Regions from separate parts of the Mus musculus genome. Here regions 1 and 3 are each linked to region 2. Evidence: chromatin contacts called from public HiChIP or PLAC-seq data. All regions are on one chromosome and are shown on one strand. Each heading gives the region's core, a stretch centred on a gene start, on an enhancer-like site or on the middle of the called end of the contact. The rest is flanking DNA. Distances are from core to core; before and after follow the strand shown.

The links. HiChIP or PLAC-seq counts read pairs in DNA pulled down with a chosen protein or histone mark.
Region 1: an H3K27ac HiChIP or PLAC-seq map of extraembryonic endoderm stem cells shows a contact between it and region 2, with 11 times the contacts expected there. The contact joins two enhancer-like sites. A contact is called at or near these places in 2 of 39 promoter capture datasets (frontonasal cranial neural crest and hippocampal neurons), 5 of 115 datasets of contacts at active chromatin or transcription factors (embryonic limb bud, embryonic midbrain, extraembryonic endoderm stem cells and 2 more) and 2 of 9 other capture datasets (embryonic stem cells and liver).
Region 3: an H3K27ac HiChIP or PLAC-seq map of extraembryonic endoderm stem cells shows a contact between it and region 2, with 7 times the contacts expected there. The contact joins two enhancer-like sites. A contact is called at or near these places in 1 of 39 promoter capture datasets (hippocampal neurons), 4 of 115 datasets of contacts at active chromatin or transcription factors (embryonic limb bud, extraembryonic endoderm stem cells, forebrain and 1 more) and 1 of 9 other capture datasets (liver).

The regions. Positions count from the first base shown.
Region 1 is chr11:63,912,409-63,916,472 of GRCm38.p6, forward strand. The region is part of intron 1 of Hs3st3b1 (heparan sulfate (glucosamine) 3-O-sulfotransferase 3B1); the gene reads right to left. Among named protein-coding and RNA genes, the nearest start is that of Hs3st3b1, 7.8 kb to the right of the region's middle. Within about 2 kb of position 2,148, at least 125 of the 459 cell types and tissues checked have an H3K27ac peak or open chromatin away from gene starts, as enhancers often do. A contact at or near this core is called in extraembryonic endoderm stem cells, where this site is marked.
Region 2 is chr11:64,826,278-64,830,262 of GRCm38.p6, forward strand. No RefSeq gene overlaps it. Among named protein-coding and RNA genes, the nearest start is that of Gm40025, 15 kb to the right of the region's middle. Within about 2 kb of position 1,449, at least 6 of the 459 cell types and tissues checked have an H3K27ac peak or open chromatin away from gene starts, as enhancers often do. A contact at or near this core is called in extraembryonic endoderm stem cells, where this site is marked.
Region 3 is chr11:63,934,069-63,938,189 of GRCm38.p6, forward strand. No RefSeq gene overlaps it. Among named protein-coding and RNA genes, the nearest start is that of Hs3st3b1, 14 kb to the left of the region's middle. Within about 2 kb of position 2,848, at least 13 of the 459 cell types and tissues checked have an H3K27ac peak or open chromatin away from gene starts, as enhancers often do. A contact at or near this core is called in extraembryonic endoderm stem cells, where this site is marked.

The sequences.
Region 1 (4,064 bases), core at 898-3,397, 910 kb before region 2:
GAACAGAGAACGGGCCAGTGTGCTCTGTAAAACACCACAAGCTCACAACACTCTATGTGTGGCAGCTCTGTGTGACAGGGTGGGAGGTATGAGGCTACACACACACACACACACACACACACACACAGTGTATCATTGGTTCTGCCACACTGTTGGGCCCAGCCTCAGCTGTATGAGAGGATACTGGCATTAGAGACAGGTGACTTTCTCAGATACAAAGTGTCTGTAGCAAAGGACCGACCTTAAGACTTAACAACAACAGGTGGGAGAATTCTATTAGAGAAGTAAAAAAGTAAAAATTAAAAACAAAAATTTCTCACTGAAACTGACTCGGGTAAGGCTAAGCAGACCTGTCCCAGGATGGCTACAAAGATTCAAAATGCAAATGAATTGAAGTGGATGAAAACAGATGGCAAATCTCATTCAGAATGTCTGTCTGTGAGGAACAACCTCTTTCAGAATGTCTGACTGTGAGGAACAACCTCTTTCAGAATGTCTGTCTGTGAGGAACAACCTCTTTCAGAATGTCTATGAGGAAAAACCTCATTCAGAATGTCTGTCTGTGAGGAACAACCTCATTCAGAATGTCTGTCTGTGAGGAACAACCTCATTCAGAATGTCTGTCTGTGAGGAACAACTCTTTCAGAATGTCTGTCTGTGAGGAACAACCTCATTCAGAATGTCTGTCTGTGAGGAACAACCTCTTTCAGAATGTCTGTCTGTGAGGAACAACCTCATTCAGAATGTCTGTCTGTGAGGAATAACTCTTTCAGAATGTCTGTTTGTGAAGAACAACCTCTTTCAGAATGTCTGTTTGTGAGGAACAACCTCATTTAGAATGTCTGTCTGTGAGGAACGGGGCTGTGGAAATTGCACTATGAAAGTATATTCTTGATATGGAACAGGGCATATTGCTCTGTCCTATGCCAGGTTACAAATGAAGGAAACAGGCTCTTTATATGATGACAAGGGATAGGGGCAGAGATGGACAACACTGTCTTCCATGCCCAGTACAGCTGAGAGGGGCTACCCAGCGGGAGGGACTCTTTGCCATAGTAGCACCATATCTGGACTCTGTTTGCGGTCCACATCAACACTGGCGGCATGTTTACAGGCTGCCAAACTCCTATAAAAAGCCGGGCTGGTGGCAGAGGCCCTTATTCCAGCGCTGTGATTCGAACCAGGGCCTGAGTGAAGACCTGTATGCCCAAACTCCATTGCTGAAGAGAGGGTCTTGGGAGAATGCTATGTAGAAGTGAGGGTCCGTGCTCTGTGCATCACACTTGTTCCAGAAAATAAACAAAGTGCTCCAGAAAATGAAGTCTTATCTTTTTTTATCACAAGTGCTCGCTCAATAAATACGCCCTTGTCTGATCAGTTGAGGGAGGGGCTTAAATACAATTTATAAGAGTGCATTATTCACTGAACCTGGTGACACACGCCTCTAATCCAAATTACTCAGCTGCCAGAAGGACCCCCAAGGTATAGGACAGCCTGGGTGACTTAACTGGGCTTGGCCTCAGAAGTAAGCTTTGCTGCGCCCCCTCCAACACACACATACCCACCCATTTGGGGCTTCTGAGAAGCTCGTGGGTGGAAACAGGATGTTTCTTCTTTGTGTATCTGTGTTAACTGGTGGAGCTGGCATATGCTAAATGCCTGGAGCCTCTGGAACAATCATATGGGAGGACTCCAGGGACTAGCCAAACAGCCAGCCAAGAGTAAGGGCTGGACTGAATAAGGACCAGTTTCCAGAAGGCTCTGGGAGGGGTCTGGAAGAGATGGGCGTCTCTAATTGTGTCAGCTTTCCTGATAGAGTGCACTTTTGTGCAGGAAGAACGGAATAAATCTTGCTTTTTTTTTCCCCAGCACCACCATAAGGAAACAACTCCTCCCCTCTCCCCAGGTCAAAATGAAGTTAGTTTCCACTGAATGCTTGCAGGCTGGTGTCTTGAAGGCTGACCCCGCAGAGCAGGAGCCTCTAAAGCCGAGTCTAATACAGAGAAGTAAGGTTAACAAGAGGCTAGAGTTGGGCATACAGAATCGCTCGGAGAAAGCCCGTGGGCGGAGCTCCGTACAGGTCCGTTGCCATTGGTCTCCGGGCAGTCCCTAGAACCAATCAGCGCGGGCCGAGGCAGCTCAACCCCACAGGTGAGGACCCGCCAGAAGCGCACGCGTGGCAGCGGCCAGCAGGCGTGGGCCCTATTGCACACTTATGTCACCAGGGCTGGTGAGGGGGAGACTCCACCCTTATATCAGGAGAGGGTGTGGCAAGCGGCTTCTTTCGGCTTCTCCGGGTATTTTTTTTTTTTCACTTTTCACTGGCTACTCCTAATCTCAATGCCCAGAAACTCCTTTAAAATTTTTTTTTCTGGTTTAATATAAGGTTGCAGGGTGGTTTGTGGCAAATCCTGGAACCCAGAAATTCTGTATCCTGCGCCCCACCAACTCGCGGACGAACACAGATGGAATGGTCAAGGTCTCTCCTCCAAGGCGACTCAAAGCAGTCTGGCTGAGCTGAAGTGCCAGAGGCCTGCTATAAACAGGGGCGCTCAAGTTTCATGAATCCGCCAGGCTTACAAGGAAAATATCTCATTGTAACACACTGCATGTCCTTTTAAATATTGAGAAAAGCCAACTCCTCTTTACAAAGGTCTATTTACAGGACTAGATATCAATCACGTCTATTTCCATGACTCACTTAATTTTAAGCTTGATTTTTTTTTTTTTTTTTGGACTGGAACTGTTTGTAGTAGTCTTGTGGTTGGAATGTGATGTCTTAATTCCTGTATAGTCTTGGGATCATTAGCATATCCATCACCTTAATCTTTTATCATCCCTTCGTGGTGGGTACATAGACGTTCTCCTATTCTGTTCTATAATATACTATTGTTAACTGGATTCTCCCTGCTGTTCTACAGAACATCATATTGTTGTGGGGGCAAAGATGGAGCAGTACAGCTTCATTTAGCCATGCTTCTTACACGTCACAGGGAAGCAAGTTTTTGAGTGAGTCAATAACAAACTATTTTCTAAATATTTGTCAAACGACCCGCCGAGTGTGTGAGGTGCAGATATAAAAGAATTTTAAATAGAGAAAGCCACTCCTCCTCTGCACAAAACTTTGCTGTGGGGTTCTTGAGCCGCAGGGATGTTGTAACACTTAGCCTCTTGGCTATAATGGAATTTACTATCAAGTTACTAAGAATAATTGTTGCTTCTCACAGCTAACCTCCCCTATCTCTGGGCCAGAAGAACTAGTCTGGCATGCAGAAGCAGCCGTTTTTATTTGAGTTTGGATAGTCTTGGAGAACAAGGAATAAGACAGTCCTAACAAGGTAACGATTTAAGTATAAAAAAACTTTTCTGGTCTTCAATGACACTGGTACCCCATCTCTTCTTTCTTGTCAGTTGAGGAAGGCAGGATAGGCTCTCATTACCCTTGACACTATGCCATGTACTTGGGGGAGTGGAGCCTCTCCCACCAGCCCCGCCCTTAAGTTTCTCTTACTCTCTGAAATAGTCTTGTTGACTGACGTGAGAGGTGAAGTTCCGATGAAGCTCTCTTTATAGCAATAGAAGCTGTTGTGCTGTGCCTGTAGGGTGGGCATTTTGTGCTTCTGTCCATCAGTTTAACTTCCATGTTCACAGAGTGAGAACACAGAACATTCCAAACGGCCCAGAGCAGTGGGTAAGCTGTCTTGGTCCTGGGCTTCAGTTTTGAGGCTTGGTAAAAACAGCACCTCTAACCTCAGAGCTGCCAGTGGTGTTTGTTTTGCTTTATTTGTTTATTTATTTATTTGCTTATTTTTTATTCCTAGTGAACTTATTGTAAATAGTTTTAGTGACTTGAATAGTCATTTTGTAGAAAAAAAAGAAAACCTTGTGTTAAATTTGTTTTAAACTGAAGGGTTTAGACGGAAGCATGCCTATTTAGAACGAGAATTTGTGAGGTGCTGGTTATCAAAACATTAAAAAAAAATCAAAGAAACAAGAGATGTGTAAGATCGCTTTGCAGAGGCAAATGGGAGACTGCAGACTGGGAGAATACATCTTGTCATTAT
Region 2 (3,985 bases), core at 199-2,698:
TAGTATTCCATTGTGTAAATGTACCACATTTTCTGTATCCATTCCTCTGTTGAGGGGCATCTGGGTTCTTTCCATCTTCTGGCTATTATAAACAAGGCTGCTATGAACATAGTGGAGCATGTGTTCTTCTTACCGGTTGGGACATCTTCTGGATATATGCCCAGGAGAGGTATTGCGGGATCCTCTGGTAGTACTATGTCCAATTTTCTGAGGAACTGCCAGACTGATTTCCAGAGTGGTTGTACAAGCTTGCAATCCCACCAACAATGGAGGAATGTTCCCCTTTCTCCACATCCTCGCCAACATCTGCTGTCACCTGAGTTTTTGATCTTAGCCATTCTGACTGGAGTGAAGTGGAATCTACAGAGCAATTGTGATCAAAACTGCATGGTACTGGTATAGTGACAGACAAGTAGACCAATGGAACAGAATTGAAGACCCAGAGATGAACCCACACACCTATGGTCACTTGATCTTTGACAAGGGAGCTAAAACCATCCAGTGGAAAAAAGACAGCATTTTCAACAAATGGTGCTGGCACAACTGGCGGTTATCATGTAGAAGAATGCGAATTGATCCATTTCTATCTCCTTGTACTAAGGTCAAATCTAAGTGGATTAAGGAACTCCACATAAAACCAGAGACACTGAAACTTATAGAGGAGAAAGTAGGGAAAAGCCTCGAAGATATGGGTACAGGGGAAAGATTCCTGAATAGAACAGCAATGGCTTGTGCTGTAAGATCAAGAATCGATAAATGGGACCTCATAAAATTGCAAAGCTTCTGCAAAGCAAAAGACACCGTCAATAAGATAAAAAGGCCACCAACAGATTGGGAAAGGATCTTTACCTATCCCAAATCAGATAGGGGACTAATATCCAATATATATAAAGAACTCAAGAAGGTGGACTCCAGAAAAATCAAATAACCCCATTAAAAAATGGGGCTCAGAGCTGAACAAAGAATTCTCACCTGAGGAATACCGAATGGCAGAGAAACATCTGAAAAAATGTTCAACATCCTTAATCATCAGGGAAATGCGAATCTAAAAATCTTAAGTAAAACAGAAAAACAGAGTGGGGCGGGGGTGGGGGGTGAGGGTAGGGGATGGTCTGGAAGCAGGAGGTGGGTGAAGCTTTTACTCCACAAAAGGAGGAAGCAAAGACAATTTCCCATCACTACCCAGTCTTTGGGTGAAAAGAAAAAGATCCCTTTTCAAAACTGCAGCTATGGGCCTTTAGTGTTTGTTTGTTTGTTTGTTTGTTTGTTTACATGCAGTTGAGGTCTGAATGCATTCTGTGAATGTACCCTTTGTCTTTCAGTCGGGGTAAATGATAAACAAAACTAAGGTATTTATCTAAAGTAGCTCCGGGCATTCTCATGGCCTCTGAGCAAGATCCAGTGTAGTCCTTTCCAGAGAGGCTGCCCTGGCTGCAGAGCTCCAGGAATTCCCATCTCCCAGCAGACGAGTTCCAAGTGGCTGCAGAGCAAACAAAAACAAGGTTGACCTCACCTACAAAGCAAACAAAGGATGCAAGGAAAACACAGGAACTCTGGGAGAAAAGTCAAGGAAACAAAGGACAGAAGTGCACTGCGAAGATTCAAGGGTTGTTGGTTTTTAGTGAAAACACAGATACAATTGCCTTGAATGATTCTAAGAAAAAGATAGAATCTAAACTTATGGAGCTGAAAAGATGACTCAGAGGTTAAGAATATGTACTGGGTTTGCAGAGGGCTCGGGTTCGTTTCCCAACAGGAACACAGAAAGCATCTCAGTTTCTCCAGCTCCAAGGGAGATCCAATAATCAATCAATCTCTCTCTCTCTCTCTCTCTCTCTCTCTCTCTCTCTCTCTCTCTCTCTCTCAATTTTTGAGATAGGATCTCTGGAATGATCTGGGATTGGCATCCTCTCTGAGTTCATCTCTCCTACGGTTGGAAACCCAGGAATTGGATCTGCTTGCCTCTTCCGTGTGGATGCCCTCTTTTGCACTATTCTGGTGAGCACAAGGGTGATCCTCTGTCATCTTCTGAGACAGGGGAGTAGGGCAGACGCTGAAGCTTCGAACCTTACACAGGGGCTGCAGAGTTAGCAGAGGGCTAGAGGAGGGCTGGAGACACTTGGGTTCTGATGGAGAGGAGGGCATTGAGAAGGTGCTGATAGATGTCTCTCAGTGCATGGTGGGAGCTGGAAACCAGGCATTAGATGCTTTGCCTTCAACAAAGGGACTCTATGACTGTCTCCTGGTGGCTTTGCTTCATTGGCCCCGTGTTTCCCTATGGTCATATGACACACCAGAAAAGTCCTAGACCCAGATTTATTGTATGGGACCATTAGTGGGGGTAGTCTCTGAACTCTCAATCGGAAAACAAAGCAGACTGACTGCCCTACACTTACACACTTTCTAGCTGGCTCTTTGTGTGTTTTTAAATCATATTTCTCTGGTTATTGTTACTTGTGTAAAAGAGAGAGGGGGTGGGTCAGGCATGACCCCATGTAGCCTCGGTGCCTCTGTACCTCGGTGCCTCTGCAGAGGACCGTTTGGTCCATGGCCACCTTGGCAACCAAGCAACAGATGTAAATTAAACCTGATCATGGCAAAGTTTTGTGGCCCCTTCCACACGGCAGGCCCTGGAAGATTCCTTCCCATGTGCTGCTACACATATATGTGTTTTGCAGAGTTTACAAAAGCAAGAGACTTTAGGCATACCTGGTAGAGACCTTTCTCCACTCCAGTTCCCTCTTGCCATGCCTTGGATCAGGACAGTAGAGGGCTGAGGATGCAGTTGCTGGGGTTTGGTAAGATACATGCACATGATTCAAAATTACCTTCACCTTTGTAGATATGTGTCATATACACAAAGACAGGAACCCATTCCAAGAGATATGTTATTAGGCTCTGTATCATTTTGAAGTTAATGTAGATCAGACCTATGCTTACCCAGCTAGCATGCTAATTACACACTTCAGCTCTATGGATATCTTATGATTTAGCCTAGTACTCCCAGGGCCATGATGAATGCGATTAAATCAAATATAAGAAAAAGGATGTAGTGAAGACCCAACAATAAGCGTGAGATGGAGATGCTGGTGCTATAGACAGACTGTTTTACAGTAAACATTTTTATGAGCGGAAGTGCAGTCTAACAGTTAGAAGCATGGTGTAGCATGCACACTAACTAGTAAGAAAATCACATTTCACCATTATCAGGAACTGTGTGCTGCACCCAATTTTCTGTGTATTTTTATATGGCTGCCAGCCCAGTAGGTTTGTTTACACCAGAAACACCACACACATGTGTGCACTGTAATACCCAATGACATTCTGCTGGCACAGTGTCACCAGCTGATGGAAAGTTTCCAGCTCTCCTATAGTCTCACAGGACCACCGAGATACATGTGGCTTGTGGTTGACTGAGATGTTGCTTCACAGCACAGAACTACAGCCGTCCCTCAGTTCTCCCATCCAGGAATGAGACTCACGGGAATGCTCCCGTTGCTCCCTGTGCGTGTCCTCCTGGCATCTCCACACAGAGACCCAGAGAACAATTTAGATAATTAGATCCATCGGTTGAAAAACGTATTTGTATTTGTATCTGTGCGAGAAAATTTGATACTCTGTGTTAAAACTTTATGACTCACAATGTACAAAATAACTTGGGACCATTATTCAGAAACCTGATGAACAGCAAGCAACAGCTGTGCATAGCAAAACCCAAGTAAACATAAAGAAGAAAGAAGTGATTCTATAAGGATCAATACAATTTCCATTGCCCGTGCTGGGAAAAAAATAAGTTTTTTTTTTATTCTATTAACTGGAAATAATTTAAGAAAGTCGTTGCCTTGAAAAGATACGAATGAAAGCGTTTCATGTTTATAAACATACTGGAGAATTTCTGCATAAGCACCCAGGCACTGTGCTCATGGAACATGCTGGATGACCAGCACTGTCATGTTCCTCTGTCTTAAAAATTTGTAAATTGCTG
Region 3 (4,121 bases), core at 1,598-4,097, 890 kb before region 2:
GTCTTTTGGCTTCCTTCCACATGCACATACCTGCACATATGAGTACACCACATTCTCTCTCTCTCTCTCTCTCTCACCATACCCTCCACCCTCTACCTCCCTATACCACAATCTCTCCCACATACCCCATACCCCCACATACACACCATATCCTCCCCACACACCATACCCTCCACATACACCTCATAACCCCCATAGCCTCCCCCCCCCATCTCATATCCTCCCTCACAGAAGCAGCATGAAATAATGCTTTGCTAATAATTGCCTTTCCAGCCCCATAACCAATTCCGTTTTTGCTGATACCTGAGAACACCATCTACCTCCTCTTTCTATCGACATGGTGAGAGTCGCTTTCATGTAAGACAAATTTGCAACTCCTGTTCACTGTATTTATTCTGAAGTTGAGGGCTGCAGGGCTGAGCCTTGCAGGCTAGGGTACCTTGCAGGCTAGGGATTGTCAGATTGGCATTCACAGGGAGTCACCTGTAGATCAAACAGTAATTGACTTTAAATGTTACAAATTTGAAACTGAACTTGAAGGTGCACAGAGCCAGTTATGATTTAGCCAAACATGGTCTGCACTACAGGCAAGACCTGTGGAGTTTTGACCTTCAGCCTGTGGCCTACACAGCCTGTCCCCTTTTTTCAGATCCCAAAGTCCAGAGGAAAAGAGAGCATTAAAGCAGAAATGGCTCCCATGTGCACAGAATGTAAGCTTCTCCCATAGACGAGAAGGCCATTGCCAGTGCGGAGGTGACTTTTGAAGGGCACCCAGATCATCAGGGGTGTCCCCAGCACCCAAGGGCCTCTAGTACCAGGAGTGGCCCTCAGAGCTGTGTGGATCAACTTTACCACCCAGTCTGTCTCTGCCTGGTTGACCTTTCTTCCTTACACACACGTCTAGATTCATCACCCAGGGAATGACTTCGTAGTCTCTTTGGAAACTGCATTCCCTTTCCCACCCCACTGCCTGGCCCAGTCCAAGACTTACAGAACGTGTTCAACAAATTTCTAGAACTGAAAATAATTAAGGCAACCAAGCATCTTGGATTTCTGCATCCCAGTAAGACCGAACACCCATCAGTGTTGACACAATGCCAGTTTCTAGTCTGCTTTCGACCTTAGATTAAGTGCAAACATAAACCATCCATCAGAACGAAAGCTTTCTGTATCCTTCCCTCCCTCCCGTCTTCCTTCCTTCCTTACCTACCTCCTTCCCTTTTCCTTCCTTCCTTCCTTCCCTTTCCCTTCCTTCCTCCTGTCCCTCCTTCCTCCCGTCCCTTCTTCCCTCCTTTCCTTCCCTTCTCCCTTCCTTCCCTTCTTTCTTTTTTCCCTCCTCCCTTCCTTCCCTCCTTCCTTTCTTTTACCCTTCCTTCATTCCTGAAGGCCCAGGCCAGCATTTCCATTCAGTACTTCCAGGGACATCTGCATCTCCCCTGCCTCCACCCTAGTTCTTACCACCTTGCTTCTCTCTTGGACTAGGACACACCCCATCTTTGCCTTCCGGTCCCCCCAAATTCTACCTTGAAGTCAGTTTTCCACTTAGCACTATGCCAAAGGACCAGTCACTCCCTGCCTGACTTACAGCTTCTCATCCAGCCACCTCGGCCACCTCCTGTCATTCCTTCTTCTTAGCCCTTCACCTCCTTGGTGGCCTTTCAATCTTAGGAGCATCTTTGTCCACCATGGCTTTGGACGATGCCATCCACTGACCTGTGCTCTTCATGTGGTCTTTGCTTCCCAGCTCCCTGCTCCCACTCACACATGACCAGCCCAAAGGGGCTTTCCTTGGGATTGCAGGAAAGCAGCTTCCCCATTCTCCATGGCTCCAATCATTCTAGTCCGTCAGTCTTTCTCCCCTCGTAGTACCATGAAGGCCTTGAAAAAGACACTGTATATGGACAGAGGCTCTATCTTTCTCCTTTGTGCTGATGTCTCTTTTGCTTAGAGTCACATAGTGAATGTCCCAGAATCGCCTTTGGTTTTCTTGATGTGGAAGAATGGCAAACCAGAGGGAGGGGGCAAAGCAGGGTGTCTTTTCCCCCCATGACGATGTAGAACAGACAGACAAACAGAAGCACACAGAACCAGCTCTGTCAGAAGTTTGGAAACAGTTCAATGTTTTACATTAATTATGTGAATGACAAATGATAGCAAGCATGCTCACCTGTCTTCAAAACAGTAGGAAATCTGGGGGCACCCCCCACTGAGCTGAGCCCCACCCCCCACCCCTCACCCCAACCCCAGCATGCTGGCAGTCTTGGTTTTGAAGGAGCAGCAGCCTGAGCCCCACTTTGGGACTCTGCTTCTTTGAATGAAGGGGAGCAAACCAGCATGCAGTTCTGTTCTAACTTATCTGGAGGAACTTGAAGGATGGGTCTTTCATTCTGGTGGACAGAAACATGGGCATCTCTCGAGAAGCGAAGCTGGAGGTGGATCCCAGAGCCCCACAGACACCAGCAGGTGCTTGAGATTTGCCCGTGATTGCAACATTACAGAAAGGCAGGGGCAGGAGGCCAACCTGCGCTACAGATGGAGACTCAAATCTGCAGACTCTGTCTCAAGCAAAATAAAACAAACATCTCCCCCCAAAACCCACACCAGACTGACCAACCAAAGACTCAGAGATGCCTGAGAGAGATGTAGTGGGCCAGGTCTTACAGTTAGACCACCCAGGGCCTGCCGGAAACAAAGGGCTAGGAAATCAGCCACAGGTATGGCAGGATTTAGAGAGCCACACACATGCCTCAGGCTAGGTGAATCAGCGCTGGAAAAGAACAAAAAGACATTAGGATTTTGTTTTAGGCTCCTCTGCCATTTAGCGCAATCCCTGCTGAGAGTGAGGGAGTGTCCCAGAACAAAGTCAACAGCAAACACCAACAGGTCCCCTTCTCCTTTGTGTGCAGCAGGACTCTGTGTACACAACTTACTTCAAGCCATTCAAGGGAATCTATGTCAAAACATTGACTAAACACAAGCTAAAAGAAGAGGCCAGGGTCCACACAGGAGTAATTGTCTTCCGCAAAGTGACTTAGAAAGTAGTTTTTTGTGATGGTTGTTTTTCAGTGGACAATTACAGCCTTCAACAATCAAAGCAAATGAGCAAAACCCAAAGAAAACAAACAAATGTCTAAAAGCCCCAGGAAGGGAGATGGGCTGATCTCTACAATTAGAGCCTCGTGCAGTTAAATATCCAATTGTCAGAGACAGCAAAATCACAAGGCACTAGGGCACAGGAAGGCTTGGCTCGCTAAAGGGGGCCAAGGAGACAGAAACTGACTCACTCCCAAGGAACCAAAGAAATCAGAACTATTTGACAAGGGTTTAAAAGGAACTGTCTTAAATGTGCTCTCGCACCAAAAAAGAACTAGTGTAAAAGAGCAAATGAAGAGAATATATCATTAAAGGGATAGAAACCACCACCACCATCATCACCACCACCACCATCATCATCACCACCACCACCATCATCACCACCACCACCATCATCACCACCACCATCATCATCACCATCATCATCATCATAGAATCAAACAGAAACCCTACATGAAAAATTTATAAGAAATGTTGAAAACCAGCTTTTCCAGCTTTTCCTTCTCTTCCTTTTTGGAGTCAACTCTTGATATTTAGTAATGATGATCCTCCTGCCTCAGCCTTCTAAATGATGGAAATACAGGTGTGTGCCATCATGTCTGGCCCCAGAGGAAATCTGATTAGGTAAAACAAGGGGAGAAAGAAAGAAAGAGAGAGAGAGAGAGAGAGAGAGAGAGAGAGAGAGAGAGAGAGAGAGAGAAGGGAGGGAGGGAAGGAAGGAAAGAAGGAAGGAAAGAAGGAAGGAAAGAAGGAAAGAAGAAAGAGAATAAAGAAAGGAGAAAGACATCAGACTCAAAGACAGGACAGGTAAAATGATCAGACTCTGAAATAAAAGAGAATGAAGAAATATGAACCTGAGGAATGTACAGGCTCAGTGAAGTGAACTAATATCATGTATAGGAACCCAAGAACGAGAAGAGAGACAGAGACAGATGGATGGATAGACAGACACGTGGCAGGGGTGGCAATGGGCAATATGGGCAATGGTTGGGCTAGAGGGGTGGTTCATTGGTCAAGTGCACTGGCTG